Linked DNA regions of Sus scrofa: regions 2 and 3 are each linked to region 1. A link is a contact called in public Hi-C data. All regions are on one chromosome and are shown on one strand. The core of a region is the stretch at or near the end of the contact, and the rest is flanking DNA. Distances in the headings are between cores, read along the strand shown. Region 1 holds the start of SNRPA1 (U2 small nuclear ribonucleoprotein A'). Region 2 holds the start of PCSK6 (proprotein convertase subtilisin/kexin type 6). Region 3 has its middle 35 kb from the start of PCSK6.

Region 1 (3,522 bases), core at 673-3,172:
GTTAACGGTGGAAAGCTCAGTAAGCAGAATCTAGATAACGATACCTAGGTTCCAGACCTAGATAACCATAGTAAAACTCCAAAAGAGGGAGTTCCCTTCATGGCTCAGCGGTTAACGAATCCGACTAGGATCCACGAGGATGTGAGCTGGATCCCTGGCCTTGCCAGTGGGTTAAGGATCCAGCGTTGCCATGAACTGCGGTGTAGGTCACACACATGTCATGGATCTGGCATTGCTGTGGCTGCAGTGTAGGCTGGCAGCTGTAGCTCCGATTCACCCCCAGCCTGGGAACTTCCATATGCTGAGAGTGCAGCCCTAAAAAGCAAACAAACAAAAAAAGACCAAAGACACCATTGTCAATGGGGAGGGCCTTCTCAGCCAAGAATTTCTTCCTCCAAAGTCTCTTATTTAATTGGACCATTTGAAAGCTCAGGATGGGTTGGCAGATTGTATTGTTTTTGTTTTTTTGCAAAATAGGCGAGGCAGTCACATTTCTTATCCTTCTGATTAAAATTACAGCCCAGATTATGATTTTGGTGATTTGGGAAATAAGATGTTTTCTTAAACAGACCAAAATGTACTAAAATTTGTGTTTTGCAGCTTGATGATGTATACGAGGACAGTATTTTGGCTTCCTGTGAGGTGTTTGGTATTTAGGAAGTTTAAACTACTACCCCCCAAAAAAGAGTAAAAGGCAAGCCATATAGTATGCTCACACTCAGAATATATAAAGAAATCTTAAAAGGAATAAGAAAAAAGAAAACCCACTAAGAAAAAAAATGGGAGAAAGACTTGAATGGGCACTTTGTAAAAAAATATCAGAATGGACAATATGCTTAACTATTATTAGAAAAAAGCAAATGAAAGCAATAGTGCACTGGTACTCACCAGAATTGCTAAAATTATGAAGACTGACAGTGCAAATGAGGTTAATGTTGGCAAGTGATGGAAACCCTTACACACCACTACAGTGTGGAAATGATTCCAGCCTCTTGGAAGTTATCATCAGGCAGTACCTATCAATAATACCACACACTTTGTCTCCTTAGTTTCACTCCTGGAAAAGTTCAGGCACAGGTGCATGCGATCCACGTACAACAAAATTCATAGCAGCATTATGCAGACTAGCCCCAAGCTGGAAACAAACCTAATGTCCATCGACAGCGAAATGGATTGTTATGGTGTAAGAGACGCAATAGAATTCTATACAGCAGCAAGTAAGCAAATCATTGCTGCCTGCAACCTGGATGGATTTTAGGCATGACACAGAGCCAAAGAAACCAGATACAAAAACAGATTGCATCATTCTCTTTATATAAAAGTAAGCAAAACTAATCTATGGTGACGGATTCGTAGTTCCCTTTGGGGAATGAAGGAGTCTCCGAATTTCAGGACCCCAGCAGCAGCCACCCAAATGTGCTCACTCTGTGGGCATTTGTCATGTTGCAGACTTTAGATCTGCACACTTCCTGTGTTATCAGGCTTCAGCATGAATATCTAATTGTCTAGAGAGGGCAGGCCTGACTGCAAACTAGACCAGTGCGGAAGACCCAGGCTTGGTCTTCATGGTGTCACCCGGATGCCAAAGCCCGGGACCCATCACTGAATCCCATGGGCGGAGTGAAAGCAGTCACTGCCTCCCTTTCACCTCTAGGTGTCCTGACGCACGCGAAAGTTCCACTCGTGGGCTTTCACTCTTTATTAACTTGCGGACACAAATATCTGGACTCGGGGGCACTGCAGGCCGAAGCTGCACAAGAGGAACGAACTCAGAACCAGATGCGCCGCGGAGAGCGCGGGAGCTAAAGCCCAAAAGCTGTGCCCGAGCCCGGGGGCGGGGCCGATCACGGAGGAAATGGCTCCTCGATTGATTAGGCCTGGGAGCCGCGCTGTTAGCACACGCCGGAAGCGATTGATGCTGCCTGGCGGCGGGCGCGGGGTACGCCGGGACGTCGGTGCGGCGGGAGGAGCGGGAGACACTGCAGGCGGGAGGCGACAGGATGGTGAAGCTGACGGCGGAGCTGATCGAGCAGGCGGCGCAATACACCAACGCCGTGCGGGACCGCGAGCTGGACTTGCGAGGTGAGTCGGGCGGGGGCGGGCGGCCCGGCCTCCCCGCCCGCTCGGCGGCCTGCGCCCGCCGCGTGCGCGAAGGGCGGGAACGTGGCCTGGGGCGTGCGTCCCGGTTCCTACCCCGGCTGAGTCCCGCTGTCGTCGGCGAAACGCCGACCCTGGACTCCTTCGAGGCTCTCCTTAGCCCAGCCCCCACCGCCCGGGACCGCCTCGATGCTTGGGTCAGACCGCGGGGCCGGTGCCGGGCCTGCCGAGTGACCTGAGCCGTTGGGGGGCGGGGAAGTACACGCCTGCGGGGTGGGCTGAGCCGTTGGGGTGCTGAGCCGTGTTTGTGATCCTCGTGCGGACCGAGATACGGTAAAGTGAAGTCATGAGAATATAGGTTGGGTATGGGACGGAGGAAGTGAAGTCCGGAGCAAAAGCGATTTTTTTTCCCGGCTTTTCCTCCTCCTTAGCTTCAAGGATCTATTTCCCTTTTGCCAAAACCTTTCAAAGAGCAGACTGTTTCAGCCACGCTAGGGCTGCCGGATGTCTTGCGTCTATAAGGGAGGCGGAAGTCCTCCAGACTATTAGATTCCTGTGGCAACTCGTCTGCATAGTAGGAGAGGCTTTAGAAAGGGTGTGAAGGACGACTTCTCCGGGGTTAAGTGTTGGCTTGAGATCCACCCCCACGGGGGAGAACACCGTCTCAGGAGCAGCACTGCTGCGGGCCCTGCTTTCTGCTTGCTTTTTTGTTTGCTGACATAGTACTTTCGTTTTGTTGAAATTAAATATCATAGGTTCGACTCAAGAGTAACCCACCGCTTTCATACTCTTGGCACAGGCTGATGTCTGCCTGAGTTTGAAGTGCATCCGGTGTTGAGAATGCTCGTTTTGGTACAGCACTTAACTTTGAGCCTTTAGAGCTCTGAAATGTGTACTTATTTAACCTTGCCTAGGTTAACTTCTTTTCTTCTCCTAGCACCTAAGACAATAATTATGCCCCTAGAAGACAAATCAGTGAGCGTTTGAGTGAGTTGTTCACAAGGTGATTTACCATTGTGTACAAATTGACCTTCAACTCTGGGTTGGGCCTCTGGGAGGTGAGAGAAGTGGGAACTGTCATGATACGAAGATATCCAAATGAGTTCTGGGAATCTGACCTGTGGAAATGCAAAAAAGGTTGGGAGCTATTACTGTCCACAATACGTGGACAAGGCTTGGACACTGACAGTAGGCAGCTCACAGTGTAAAGTCCTGTTAGGCCACTTCATTAGCTTTGGGGCCTTGCTTAGAACAATACAAGGCACCTTGTAAGTATACTTGGAAATGTTAGCTACCTATTAGTATTACTGTTAGCGAGTATTCTCATCTTTATTGCCCTTGTAATCAACCAGTGCTTTGGCAGTGTTTGGCACAGCATAGGTGCTAGATAAACAACTTTCTGATTGAATGAAAGCTTTGAGTCCA
Region 2 (3,382 bases), core at 169-2,668, 200 kb before region 1:
TCCCACCACGCCTCACGTTCTCCCACCTCCATTGGGGTGACTCACGCCTGCAGAAAGGATGAATCATGTGGGTTACGAAACCAAAGGGCTCCTGAGAGGGAGGCTGGAAAGGCCCCGGGAAGCCATGGGTCCTGCTCCCCCGAGGAATCCCACCCCCTCCTGCCCCTCCTCAACTACCTTCTACCTGCCAAGCCACAGACTCAGGTGCGTGCTCTGCAGCACTTGGAAGGCAAGGGACAGTTCCTGCAAAGGGACCAGCAGTCTCTGACTCCCTTCCTGCATTAAGGCCTCCTTACCTACTTTTTGTTTCCCCGCCCACATTAATTAGGGGAAAGGTTTGCTTTCCACATGGGGCCAGCTGGGACCAACACCCCTTGCAAGGCAAGGGACAAGAGACCCTGAAACGATCCTCACCTCTCACCATTCTTCTGAGGTGTGAATATTCCCTCAGCGCTCCACGGTATACCAAGTAACTACCTATTGGGTTCTAGGTGACTCCTGGCAGCGGGAGGCCAAGATGATTCATCTCATTTTCCCACTGACTGGTCCCAGGTCAGTGGGAGGTATGAAAGGTCTACCCAACTGGAGATCACCTACCATGTGGCAGGTCTGGGCTCCTAAAAACAAATGTTTATCAACAGCTTAGTGCATGGCCAGCACTCATGTCTTGCTCTAAACAGCTCCAGGGGATAGATACTATTGTCACTCCCACTTACAGGTGGAGCCCAAGATCACTCAGATAGGAAATGGTCGACTGGGGGGGGGGGGTTCCCCAGCGCTATCTACCTCCCTGGGACCTCTAGGGAGCTGTCCCCCTAGGTTTCTACCGAACCAGCTAATTGGGTAAATGTCTTTGCCCCCTCACCATGCCCCTTCAGTCAAGCCTAGTTTTGGACTGGGCCACGGCCACCTCTTTCCCTGTGGCTTCTTGGCCCTAAAACCCAGAACCGAGGGCGAACCCGCTGTGGCCCGCTGGGATGAGCAAGGCCTCCTGTGAATGAGGTCAAACACCGTCAGGCGTTATGAGGCCTCCAGGCTGCCCGGCGGGTGGAACGACACCGGCCTGGGAACAGTAAGCACCTGAGACGCACCCCACTCCCCCACACCCGCCCCACCCTCCCTGGTGGCCAGGGGAACGCGCTGCCCCGGCCCGTCTGTGTCCCGAGCGCCTCCAAAGTGCGGGAAGTTCCCCAGGGACCTTTTCGCCGAGGGCTCACGAAGGCCGGGGTGCCCGCCACCGAGCGCGGGTCCACGGCGCCGCCGGGCCGCGCGGGCGGGAACGCGCGGCGGCCGCCTCCTCCTCCCTCGCTCCCGCCCGCAGCGGCGGCGGCGGCGGCGGCGGCGCTTCCCCCGGCGCGGAGCGGCTTTAAAAGGCGGCACCCCACCCCCCCGGCGCACTCGCCGCTCGGGCGCCGCGCGAGCCTGCCGCTGCCATGCCTCCGCGCGCGCTGCCCGCGCTTGGGCCCCGGCCGCCGCCCCGGGCCCCCGCCGCCGCTGCCGACACGGACGCGGACACAGGGGACGCCGGCGGGCTCGGGCTCCGGCCGCTGGCGCCGCGCCCCTGGCGCTGGCTGCTGCTGCTCGCGCTGCCCGCCGCCTGCTCCGCGCCGCCACCGCCGCGCCCCGTCTACACCAACCACTGGGCGGTGCAAGTGCTGGGCGGCCCGGCCGCGGCGGACCGCGTGGCCGCGGCGCACGGCTACCTCAACTTGGGCCAGGTGAGTGCAGCCGGCCTCACGCGCCCAAAACTTTCCCGGCCGCCGGCGGGAGCGGCGCGAGGGGGCGCCTCCTTTGGGGAGTTGCCCGGGAGCGCGGCGCGCGGGGCCCTCGGTGGGGACAAACGGGTGGCCGGCGGGGGCGCCCACGCAGGCCCGGCGCAAGAGGGCACGGACACCTGCCCCGCCGTGGTGGGCGCCGTCCTCCTTACCCACCGGGCTCGTCCCGTCGCCGAACCTGGCTCCGCGGCACCGGGGCACGAAGGGGGCATTCCTTCAAAGGACCTTGGAGGCAGGTCCCCTTTTTCCAGCCCCAACCCTGAAGAGTGGCAGTGAGGCGGGGGTTGATCTTGATTTATGGCCGGTGGAGGGGTCCCACAGGGGACCTGTCGGTGCGGTGAACACATCTCCAGATTACACACTTAAGAGGATCAAGTGTAGTGACAGGGAGGCACCACTCATAACTCAGCCCCTACTGCCAGGCAGTGTTAAATTTGGTTTCATCATTCTCCGTGACAGAAGCCAGCAGAGTGTGGTGCGGCCCTAATGTAAAGGACTTTTCTTTGCATCTTAACTCCAGCGTGGATGCAGTTCCTGTGTGATGTGCACCCTTCTGGAAAAGTAGATTGTGCTCGTTTGAACTGTACTTTACACTGCAGGTCAGAGTGTCTGAAAGAACCCATCACATCCTTTGGTGTCTCTTTTTTGGTGTGTGTGTTTTGACCGCTCAGGTCTCTCCAAACATCCTGTGATTTAAGATTTGCCTTCAGGTAGCACTGGCTTTGATTCTCTCTGTGGTTCCTAAATCTCCCGAGTTCATGCTTCAGACCGGAGAAGGGGCTCCTCTGGGTCTTTCTGGTTGGTTCCTTGCTCCCCCCTGTTTGCTTAGGGCCCTGGCTCTTGCCACACTTCACTGCTCTGCCCAGGTGGCCCAGCAATTTGTCTTCAGCTAAAAGTGACTCTTACACTGCCCGGTAAATTACAGAGCGCCTGGGTTTTGGCTGTTATAATTAAAGGAGCAGAGGGGAACTGAAGTTGAGCTGTGAGCTTCTGGACATTGCAAGTGAGAGGCACAGTGACTGCCGTTCAGGGCTCCCTTCCTGGGATCAGAAATCTCCCTTCCCCGCCAGGTCCTGCCGGATTTTTGAAACAACTTCGAGACTCACTGAGTTGCTTATGCAGGCATCTTTTGTCCTTTCTCTGCCTGTGGGAAAGGTTTCCTCTAGGCACGTACCCCCTTCACCCAGGGCCTTCTGGGGAGCATCTCCGGGTATCCCCAGCTTGGTCCAGGGAAGCCAGGGTGGACTTCCTACAGCCTGGTCGCTCAGCCTGGTGGGCGTGCTGCTGGGGCTGACACTGAGGAGCCACTCACACACCCAGGAGCTAGTTGGTTTGGGATATGAGCTGTTTCAGAGGCGGGTGTGTGCGAGTGTGAGATTACTCAAGGAGGGCCTGTTACTCTTTATTCCAAAACCAGCTTTCTTCCCCGCCTTCCCCAAGTGCACTGCTAATGTGGAAAAGGCCTGGAGCGTTCCAACCTCTACCTACTCAATAAGAACTCTTTAAAAACCTTATTTGCCTTTTTCAGCCAGGAGAATTTGTGACTCATAAATAAGATGTAGGTATTATTAGCTTTGATTTATGAGTGGGTGAACCTTGGTGAAGCG
Region 3 (3,720 bases), core at 397-2,896, 230 kb before region 1:
TGCTAGAGCCCTTCCAGCTTGCAATCCTATTTCCAACCAGTGAGACAGACAGATTTGGGGTGCCACCCAGCCTTCGCCAGCATGCTGCCAAAGTTTAATTGATGTGTGCAGTTTTGGGAATAGCTGAGTCTGTCAGAATGCCCAGGTGAGAGGGGCGGGAGGCAGTGCAGGGCAGGCTGTGCCTCCTACACGCCCAGAGGTGAGAAGCTGGGTGGTCTACGGAGCAGGCCTGAAGTGGCTCTGACCAAAAGCTGCCAGGACAGGACAGGCCTTCTCCACAGCGGCATCAGGGCTCATGGCTGAAATCAACTCTGGGTAATCGTAAGGAGAGGCATTTATTAAACAGAGAGCAAGTGGCTAGAGAATCCCTTGCGGAGAATGATCAGGAACCCAGAGGGGCTGGGTGACCAGGACCTCAGCCCAAGTCCCACCCAGACATGTGGCTGGGCCACTGTGGCTGGGCACCTGCTGAGCCCTGAGCCCCTTCCAGGGATCAGCAAAAGCATTCTGGCCTTTTAGGTGTTTGTAGAATGAGGCAGGGTCTTGCCTCCCACTGGAATGGCTGATTCTCCAGAAGTGAGAAGGCCATTCTGATGCTGGACAAGCATACAATAAAAATGACCAAGCAGCTGCTCAGTGACCACAGATATTTCTAGACCCTGTGGGCCACTCTTTTGCTAAGGTAGAATCATCGCTGACTGCTGTGGTGATGTTGTGATTCTTTTTACCCCTTCAAGTGTTCTTTCGGATTTCTAGTTGTCAGAACTGTGCTGTGAACACAGAAAATTTATTCCAATACCTTAGATAGCCTTGTGCTTTTTTCTCAGAGTATAAAAAGATATTTACTTTGTGAAGCCCAGGACTAAATACCCAATCCAAATATTTGTTCTAATAAACTAGAAGTTATTTTAACAAGGATTGATGTGCATGGCCCCAATCCTTGTACAGACTGGTCAGAATGGGACACCACTCAGCATTTCATCCTTTATAGTAAATGGCCAGGTGTGTAAACAACAGTTTGAAGAGTTGTCTGTGGGTCAAGGTCAATTGCGGTTTGGGCAGGATGGGCAGCAATTACTGGGAGGTGCCCAGGGTTGTGGGTCTGTGGTTGGCCAACTCCACAGTCAATGCCTAGATGATGAAATAGGGGTTGTGCTCCCACTGTGACACCTGTGAGACCCGTGTTGGAATTCAATATGGGAGCATTCCTCAGACCTGGACTGGAATTTCATGTCCAGGTGATCCCTTGTACAGGCTTATGAAGTCTCCGTGGGAGGGTATGAAGGGAAATAAGGCCTGAGGTAAGTGCATAATCTTTCACTCCAGGCCTGATTCATACAGACGCAGTAAAGATAACCAGGTTCATGGAGGCCCGGCACATGGAAGGTGGGAGCGATCACAAAGACGCCTATGCTCCAGTCCCTGAGAATAGGCTAACAGGCTAGTGTGTCATCTCTGCGAAGTGGTCCTGCCTGGTGTCCCTGAAGGCCCAAGCGTGAGCTGGAGGATTTTCCAGCAAGCATGTTATTCCTTCCATAAGTTAGAGCCTCTCTACTTTCCAGGACCTGCCCGTGGCTGCGCACAGGGAGTCTGCAAGGACTCCTCCCAGGACAGTGCCTAAGGCCAGGACTACCCAGCCAGGGCTGTAGGGCACAGCTGCCCCGGCGTGGCGCCAGCGGCCTGCCAGAAGCCACCTCCCAGGCCCAGCTGCAGGGCTGGGTTTCCTGCAAACCACGATTCTGGAGCAGGGCCACCAACCTCATGATGCGTGTTTATGGTTTTCACGGCACCCCCGGGACAGCTGTGGGCCTTCCTGTCCCGGTCCTTACCGTGGAGAGAGCCCAGGGCTAGAGCTGCTGGGATCTGGAAACACTGACAGCTGCTAGTCCCCTAAAGCCTCTTTTGGCTTTGAGCAATCAGGGATGTTTGTTCATCTCTCCTGTAAACAGTTGTTTTCCCAGTGACTGCCCAGATCGAGTTAAATATTAACAAAGAGCTGCTCACAGGGCGTCTGCTTTAAATATTGAAGTAATTGCCGATAGGGCCCTGAGTGACTTGGGCTCAAACTGTTACTGCAATTGTCTCCCTGTTATGGAGCACTGGGAAATGTCAAACCTCTTGTTCTCTCTCCTCTTCTTCACTCTCTGCCCCTGCTTGTTCTCCACCTCTGGACGTCACTCCGGCCGGGTGGGACGTGATGGGAGGGGCGCACCTAGCCCATGGTGCACATGCGCGCATGTGCTCCGCACTCGTGTGCAGGTGGTGGGGCCGTGCTCTCCCAGCGCAGTATGACCTCTAAGCCGTCCTCTGCTTTGCTTTCCATCCACATCAGGGTTCGTGTGAGACGTGTGGTTTCTTCTGGAGGCTCATTGTGAAGATTAGGGCAGGATTAAGAGTGCAGATAGCAGCATGGGCCCTGCAGTCAGGATGGCCTGTGGCCTCCCCTCAAGGAGAAGGGGTGCCGAAGGGCCATCCTGGGACAGGGGGATGGAGCACGGGGCTCCCTGGAGCTGGAGCTGAAGTGGATGTCTCTGTGTCTGTGTGGCATCTGGTCATAGCCACAGGCCTTTGGAACATTCTGCTTGAAAACACAGCTTTACCTACAGCGAATACTTCAGTGGATCTGGCTGTAAATTAGCACCATGGGGAGAACAGAAGGCAGTGAGTTTCTCCTTCCTCGCTGAAGGTTGGGGATGAAACCACTGAAGGTTTCCACAGAAAAGGCAGGAAATCCTGAGGCAGGGTCGGGTGCTCCCAGCCCCCAGCTGGAGTCTCCTCTGCTGGGCAAGGAACCAAAGGAAGGCCCCGTGGAAGACCAACCTTTATCTTTCTCCAGCTTGGGCTAGAGATTTTTAACCTAATTTTATGAGACCCTTCAAGATAATTATGCATATCCTAAAAGCTATTGAGATCTTCTCAAAACTAAACTAATTAAAGTCCACTTTATCTCAAGAGTTACTGTGAGGCTCTCAGAATAAAATGAACTTCAATTCACTTTAATTTTCAAAAGAAACACTCTTTTTTTAATAGATATCTTTTTTAAAAATACCTTAAAAAAAAAAAAAAAAAAAAAAAAAAAAAAAAAAAAAACAGGGAGTTCCAGTCATGGCGCAGTGGAAACTAATCCAGCTAGGAACCATGAAGTTGCAGGGTTTGATCCCTGGTCTCGCTCAGTGGGTTAAGGATCTGGCGTTGCTGTGAGCTGTGCTGTAGGTCACAGATGCAGCTCAGATCCTGCGTTGCTGTGGCTCTGGCGTAGGCTGGCAGTTGTAGCTCCAATTTGACCCCTAGCCTGGGAACCTCCGAATTCCTCAGGTGTGACAAAGTAAATAAATAAATTAATTAATTAATTAATTAAATTAAATAAGTTGCAATTCTCACTTAAAAAATGAAAACAAAACAAAACAAAAACGGGGAAGGGGATCAGAGTTACAAAACTGCAGTTCTGCTTGGCCCAGATGGGGTATCACCAAGTCCTGTGGCCACTTCCTGTGGGAGGAGCCTGTTGTAAGGTGTAGCCAGCAACAAGCCTAGGTGGTAGTGGAGAGTCCCAACAGTATAGCCTCTCTGCTTCTTACTCCCCTCATTTCTAAATGGAGAAAATAATAGTGCCTACCTCATAGTGTTCAGAGATTACCGTGGACCAGGAAGCATGGTACCTGGACACAGTAAGCCCTCAACAAATGTGCTGAAGCTATAGCAGTGCCCACAAGCAGGAAC

The links. A called contact is a pair of places that touch in the nucleus more often than the background predicts.
Region 2: a Hi-C map of embryonic fibroblasts shows a contact between it and region 1, with 3 times the contacts expected there. The contact joins the promoter of PCSK6 here to the promoter of SNRPA1 in region 1. A contact is called at or near these places in 1 of 5 promoter capture datasets (liver), 6 of 47 Hi-C or Micro-C datasets (brain, embryonic fibroblasts, fetal heart ventricle and 2 more) and 1 of 2 datasets of contacts at active chromatin or transcription factors (skeletal muscle).
Region 3: a contact with region 1 is called in a Hi-C map of liver, with 8 times the contacts expected there. The contact joins the enhancer-like site here to the promoter of SNRPA1 in region 1. A contact is called at or near these places in 1 of 5 promoter capture datasets (fetal liver) and 3 of 47 Hi-C or Micro-C datasets (embryonic fibroblasts, epiblast stem cells and liver).

The regions. Positions count from the first base shown.
Region 1 is chr1:145,705,471-145,708,992 of Sscrofa11.1, forward strand. SNRPA1 (U2 small nuclear ribonucleoprotein A') reads left to right here and starts at 1,923. Exons shown (of 9, transcript XM_001925349.7): 1 at 1,923-2,082. The coding sequence starts at 2,001.
Region 2 is chr1:145,507,240-145,510,621 of Sscrofa11.1, forward strand. It overlaps PCSK6 (proprotein convertase subtilisin/kexin type 6), which reads left to right and starts at 1,419. Exons shown (of 21, transcript XM_021098951.1): 1 at 1,419-1,718. The coding sequence starts at 1,434.
Region 3 is chr1:145,471,590-145,475,309 of Sscrofa11.1, forward strand. No RefSeq gene overlaps it. Among named protein-coding and RNA genes, the nearest start is that of PCSK6, 35 kb to the right of the region's middle. Within about 2 kb of position 1,647, at least 7 of the 83 cell types and tissues checked have an H3K27ac peak or open chromatin away from gene starts, as enhancers often do. A contact at or near this core is called in fetal liver and liver, where this site is marked.